2 separate regions of the Capra hircus genome follow, and region 1 is linked to region 2. Evidence: chromatin contacts called from public Hi-C data. All regions are on one chromosome and are shown on one strand. Each heading gives the region's core, a stretch centred on a gene start, on an enhancer-like site or on the middle of the called end of the contact. The rest is flanking DNA. Distances are from core to core; before and after follow the strand shown. Region 1 has its middle 19 kb from the start of TRNAC-GCA. Region 2 overlaps STAT3 (signal transducer and activator of transcription 3).

What was found. A called contact is a pair of places that touch in the nucleus more often than the background predicts.
Region 1: a contact with region 2 is called in a Hi-C map of blood, with 2.9 times the contacts expected there. The contact joins two enhancer-like sites. A contact is called at or near these places in 3 of 5 Hi-C or Micro-C datasets (all in blood).

What each region holds. Positions count from the first base shown.
Region 1 is chr19:42,141,125-42,143,876 of ARS1.2, forward strand. No RefSeq gene overlaps it. Among named protein-coding and RNA genes, the nearest start is that of TRNAC-GCA, 19 kb to the left of the region's middle. Within about 2 kb of position 1,492, at least 2 of the 5 cell types and tissues checked have an H3K27ac peak or open chromatin away from gene starts, as enhancers often do.
Region 2 is chr19:42,064,101-42,067,108 of ARS1.2, forward strand. It overlaps STAT3 (signal transducer and activator of transcription 3), which reads right to left. Exons shown (of 23, transcript NM_001314278.1): 17 at 2,401-2,453; 18 at 2,064-2,158; 19 at 1,798-1,937; 20 at 288-500. Among named protein-coding and RNA genes, the nearest start is that of STAT3, 24 kb to the right of the region's middle. Within about 2 kb of position 1,726, at least 3 of the 5 cell types and tissues checked have an H3K27ac peak or open chromatin away from gene starts, as enhancers often do.

The DNA of each region.
Region 1 (2,752 bases), core at 242-2,741, 77 kb after region 2:
CAACCATCCCACAGTCTACTTCGCTGTTCCCTCCAATCCCATCAACTTCTTAAAGGGAGGCATGCCTGCTTTAATTTTACAATCCATCCTCTTCTCTCCCTAACTCCCCCCTCCCTTGGCTAGCTCACCTGTTCCTAGCACTTCAAAGATCACTTCTTTTCGGATAACTATTTTATGCTGAGTCTTATAAGGTACAAACAAACAACCTTCTCTTCCAGATCCACAGCAACTTCTTCTCTAAAATGACTCCTGCTTTTCTCATCTATAAAACAAGACCCTTTGGGAATTCTCTGGTGGTCTAGTGGTTAGGGCTCCACATTTCCACTGGGTTCAATCCCTGGTTGGGGAACTAAGATCCTGAAAGCCACGTGGTCAAAATATTAAAAAAATAAATAAAGCAAGACTCTTATAGGTTTCAACACTCCATAATTTTTCTTTTTTTTTTTTTTGGCTGTGCAGCATGCCGCTGCTGCTAAGTCGCTTCAGTCGTGTCCGACTCTGTGCGACCCCATAGACGGCAGCCCACCAGGCTCCCCCGTCCCTGGGATTCTCCAGGCAAGAACACTGCAGTGGGTCGCCATTTCCTTCTCCAATGCAGGAAAGTGAAAAGTGAAAGTGAAGTCGCTCAGTAGTGTCCGACCCTCAGCAACCCCAAGGACTGCAGCCTTCCAGGCTCCTCTGTCCATGGGATTTTCCAGGCAAGAGTACTGGAGTGGGGTGCCATCGCCTTCTCCGGCTATGCAGCATATGAGATCTTATTTCCCTGACCAGGGATCAAACCTATGCCCCCTGCAGTGGAAGCACAGAGTCTTAACCACTGAACCTCCATGGAAGTCCCCTCATCATTCTATTAACTGTTCTTCAATCATGTCCTGGAGAAGGCAATGGCACCCCACTCCAGTACTCTTGCCTTGAAAATCCCATGGGTGGAGGAGCCTGGAAGGCTGCAGTCCATGGGGTTGCAAAGAGTCGGACATGACTGAGCGACTTCACTTTCACTTTTCACTTTCCTGCATTGGAGAAGGAAATGGCAACCCACTCCAGTGTTCTTGCCTGGAGAATCCCAGGGACGGCAGAGCCTGGTGGGCTGCCGTCTATGGGGTTGCACAGAGTCAGACACGGTTGAAGTGCCTTAGCAGCAGCAGCAGCAGCAATCATGTCCTCAGTGTTACTGCCTCTTTGCCTTTCCACACACTGCTCCCTTTGCCTGGAGGACTGTGCCTGTCCCACATCACTACTTTCATTTATTTAACACATACTGAGTATCTACTATGTCAAGAGATGCCTGTTGGGTCCTGTCTGGCTCACAACGAGTCCTCCTTTCCTAGGAACTGCTTCCTCTACTCCCCATTCATATGCTGGAATAGATCCCTTCAGGCATGTCTGTATTTCATGGTCCTATTCTCCCGGTCATAGATGATTAAACCCTGGGTGAGCACATGTTTACTGGCTTAAACAGAGTCTCTCTGCCAGGAATTTGGAATTCGAAACTGAGAGGCACAGAGCCTGGGAGCCCTTCAAGCTGAGTTCCATTAATGTCAGTGCTTTCAAGAGGGCCATCCATCATCTCCCTCTCAAAAGTCCCTGGAGATCCCCTGATTCCTACTCTTCCCAGCCTGACCGCTCAGCAGCTCCTTGGTGTCCATGGGACACCTTGGCAACCTTCCAACCTAAGTTCCTTTTTCCGCTTTTGGCCGGTGTTCTTTTGTTATGCTTTCAACCTAATAACATTTACCAATGAAATCATGTATGAGACACTGTTAGGCTCTAACAGTTAGGTTAGGTGTTAACAGTTTGGTGTTAGGTGACACAAAAATCAAGTAAAATATTGTCTCTGCCCTCCAGCAATGTGTATTTCAAATCCTACCCTTTGTGAAGGATTATAACTTAAAAGCCCTCTTCCTCTATAAGTTTCCCCATATTCCCCAAGCAGGGTGAATCTGTTTTCAGGGTATTGCCATTGCATTTTGCTTTACTTCTCTTACTCAATATCTCTTTGAGTTATTTTGAACATCTGCCTCTCCCACTAATTGCAAAATGTTTCAGATCAAGAGCTAGATACATTATATCATGGCTGTTAGCACAATATCACAAATAGATCCATGGGAAGGAACACCTGATTCTTTGTCCACCCATCATCTTCTCTCCTTCCCCTAACAGCGACCCATTTTTCCTTTGGGAAATCAGCTTTCCTTGCTGAGCAGCATGCAAGATCTTAGTTCTCAGACCAGGGATCAAACCCATGCCTCCTAAATTGGGAGCTTGGGGTCTTAACCACCGGACAGGATTTCCCTGGTGGTCCAACAGTTAAGAATCTGCCTGTCAATCTGCCTGTCCCCTGCCTGCAGGGGACACAATTTCCATCCCTGGTCTGGGAAGACCCCACATACCACAGAGCAACTAAGCCCGTGTGCCCCAACTACTGAACCCTTGCTCCGGAGCCCATAAGCCGCAACCACTGAGCCCACATGCTGTAACTATTGAAGCCTGCACACCTGGAGCCCGTGCTTCACAACAAGAGAAGCCACTGTAATGAAAAGCCTGAGCACCACAGCAAAGAACAGCCCTCGTTTGCTGCAACTGGAGAAAGCCAGCGAGCAGCAAAGAAGACCCATCACAGCCGAAAATAAATAAATAAATAAAATTTAACCACTGGATCACCATGGAAGTGTCTTCCTCCATGCTCAATTCCATGCTGCAGGTGAGTTCTAGAAATGGTCCATGGCCTAGATTTGGTCAGAGGCACAGTGAT
Region 2 (3,008 bases), core at 476-2,975:
GCCCATGCTCTGCAACAAGAGAAGCCACCGCAACGAGAAGCCCGCGCACTGCACGTAGAGAGTAGCCCCCGCTTGCCCCAACTACAGACAAGCCCATACAGCAGTGAAGACCCAGCACAGCCAAAAATAAAAAGAAAGAAAGAAAAACTACAAAAAGAAAATTCCCTAAAAAGAAAGAAAAAAAAAGATCACCAGGTTCTTCAGGCATTTACCTGCCTGTCCCCCAAGGATCCTACTCTTTCCCATTTCTCCCCAGAACCAAGTGGCTGTTGTGGAAAATCAACAACTACCTGGGTCAGCTTCGGGATGCTCCTGGCTCTCCGGCCGACAGTACTTTCCGAATGCCTCCTCCTTTGGAATGTCAGGGTAGAGATAGACCAGCGGAGACACCAGGATATTGGTGGCATCCATGATCTTATAGCCCATGATGATTTCAGCAAATGACATGTTGTTCAGCTGCTGCTTGGTGTAAGGTTCCACTGACTGGATCTGGGTCTTGCCTGTCATGGGATATGGGAAGAGAAGACTCAGGTGATCTTAGAAAAGACTGCCTGATTGATTTTCCCTTGAGGGGGAAAGGCTTATACCAACCTAGTGTTCGAGACCCTGAATATTCTGCCCAGTCGTCTGGCGCTGTGGAAATGTTCAGCTGGCTTCGGGAGAAGCTATTCAGCTGGGCCACAAGTAACATACTTGAATAATTACTTTGATAAGATATATGAACAGAGTGGGTAAGAAAGGAGATGAAGAATACAATTTAAAGAGCAAATTTCAAAAAAAATTACCAATTTCTAGGCAAATATTAGCCCCCTGATGGAAGCCTCTTGACGAAAGTGAAAGAGGAGAGTGAAAAAGTTGGCTTAAAGCTCAACATTCAGAAAACTAAGATCATGGCATCTGGTCCCATCACTTTATGGGAAACAGATGGGGCAACAGTGGAAACAGTGTCAGACTTTATTTTGGGGGGCTTTAAAATCACTGCAGATGGTGATTGCAGCCATGAAATTAAAAGACGCTTACTCCTTGGAAGGAAAGTTATGACCAACCTAGATAGCATATTCAAAAGCAGAGATATTACTTTGCCAACAAGGGTCCGTCTAGTCAAAGCTATGGTTTTTCCAGTGGTCATGTATGGATGTGAGAGTTGGACTGTGAAGAAAGCTGAGCGCCGAAGAATTGATGCTTTTGGACTGTGGTGTTGGAGAAGACTCTTGAGAGTCCCTTGGACTGCAAGGAGATCCAACCAGTCCATTCTGAAGGAGATCAGTCCTGGGTGTTCTTTGGAAGGAATGATGCTAAAGCTGAAACTCCAGTACTTTGGCCACCTCATGTGAAGAGTTGACTCATTGGAAAAGACTCTGATGCTGGGAGGGAATGGGGGCAGGAGGAGGAGGAGGAGGGGATGACAGAGGATGAGATGGCTGGATGGCCTCACCGATTCGATGGACATGAGTTTGAGTGAACTCCGGGAGTTGGTGATGGACAGGGAGGCCTGGTGTGCTGCAATTCATGGGGTTGCAAAGAGTCAGACACGATTGAGCGACTGAACTGAACTGATTAGCCCCTTGTGGGGAGCAAAATAAAACTGGCAAACCAATCCTCCAGCTGGAAGAATTTAGAGAAGCCAAGTCTTCCCATCTCATAAAAATGATCACCGGGTACCTTCCAAGTCTGAGGCAGGGGAGTGCGAGGCCATCCCCGCCCACAAGGGGGCAGCAGGTGCCTGAAACTAGCAGCAGCCAAGGCCAGCCACAGCCATGCTGGCCACCAGTTGGGGTGGGGAATCGCTAAGCTTACCGCTGATGTCCTTCTCCACCCAGGTGAAGGTGACTCCTCCTTCTTTGCTGCTTTCACTGAATCTCAACAGGAAGGTGCCTGGGGGCTTAGTGCTCAAGATGGCCCGTTCCCTCTCCTTGCTGATGAAGCCCATTATATACCTGGAGACAGAGAGGAGCAACAGCAAGGTTGGGGCTGAGGGACCTCTGGTATGCAGCCAGCCTGCTGGGAGAGTAGGGGACTTGTCACCCCTGTGTGTTCTGTCAGACACACGAGTTCCAACCTACCCTTCGTTCCAAAGGGCCAGGATGTACTTTTTCACCAGGTCAATGATGTTGTCCAGCCAGACCCAGAAGGAGAAGCCTTTGCCAGCCATGTTTTCCTGGAGAAAAGAGTAATGGGAAAGCTCAGTTCCCCACCTCCCTGGGCTCTTCCTTTAAGGGGGTGAGGTGCCACCAAAATCCTCAAGCCCATCTACCCTCAGGCAGGTCCTCTTGGCCGCCAGACCAAGAGTCCCGGGCCTTCAGGCCCACTGCCCTCCACAACATCCCCACAGCTAAGTGTCCCTGCCCCCTCCTCCTCCTATGAGGCAGCCTCATGGATGGAGTTCACACGGTGGCTTACTTTGCAAAATTTAGCCCATGTGATCTGACACCCTGAATAGTTCACACCAGGTCCTGAAATGAAAAAAAAAAAAAAAAAAAGTCATAGGATTTGCAGTTTTAAATCCAGATCTTTCTTCAAACAGAACACACACACAACTGTCCCACAACATGCCCTGAAACTTGCTCTTCATGTATTTGAATGTTGCCACTGTTGCGTGCATACATATGCACCGCTCCCACACACCCAATCCCATCGTTTGATGCCCCCTAAGTTGTTGTTCAGCAGAGGTGGTGGGTGATGTATCAAGTCCTTGCTGCCCTTTCTAGCCTCGTGTGGCAGTCTGGGGATCAGCAGAACACACTAAGAAGCTGACAGCTTGAGTTACAGGGTCACGTTTAGTCATGAATGTTCAGGTGGTCAGTCATGTCTGACTGTGGCCCTATCAGGTTCCTTTCCATGGGATTTCCCAGGCAAGAATACTGGAGTGGGTTATCATTTCCTCCTCCAGGGGATCTTCCCGACCCAAGGGTCAAATCCAAGTCTCCTGCATTGGCAGGTGGATTCTTTACCACTGAGGCACCTGGGGAGCCCATGTTTAGTGGCAGCGCAGGACAAAGCATAGATGG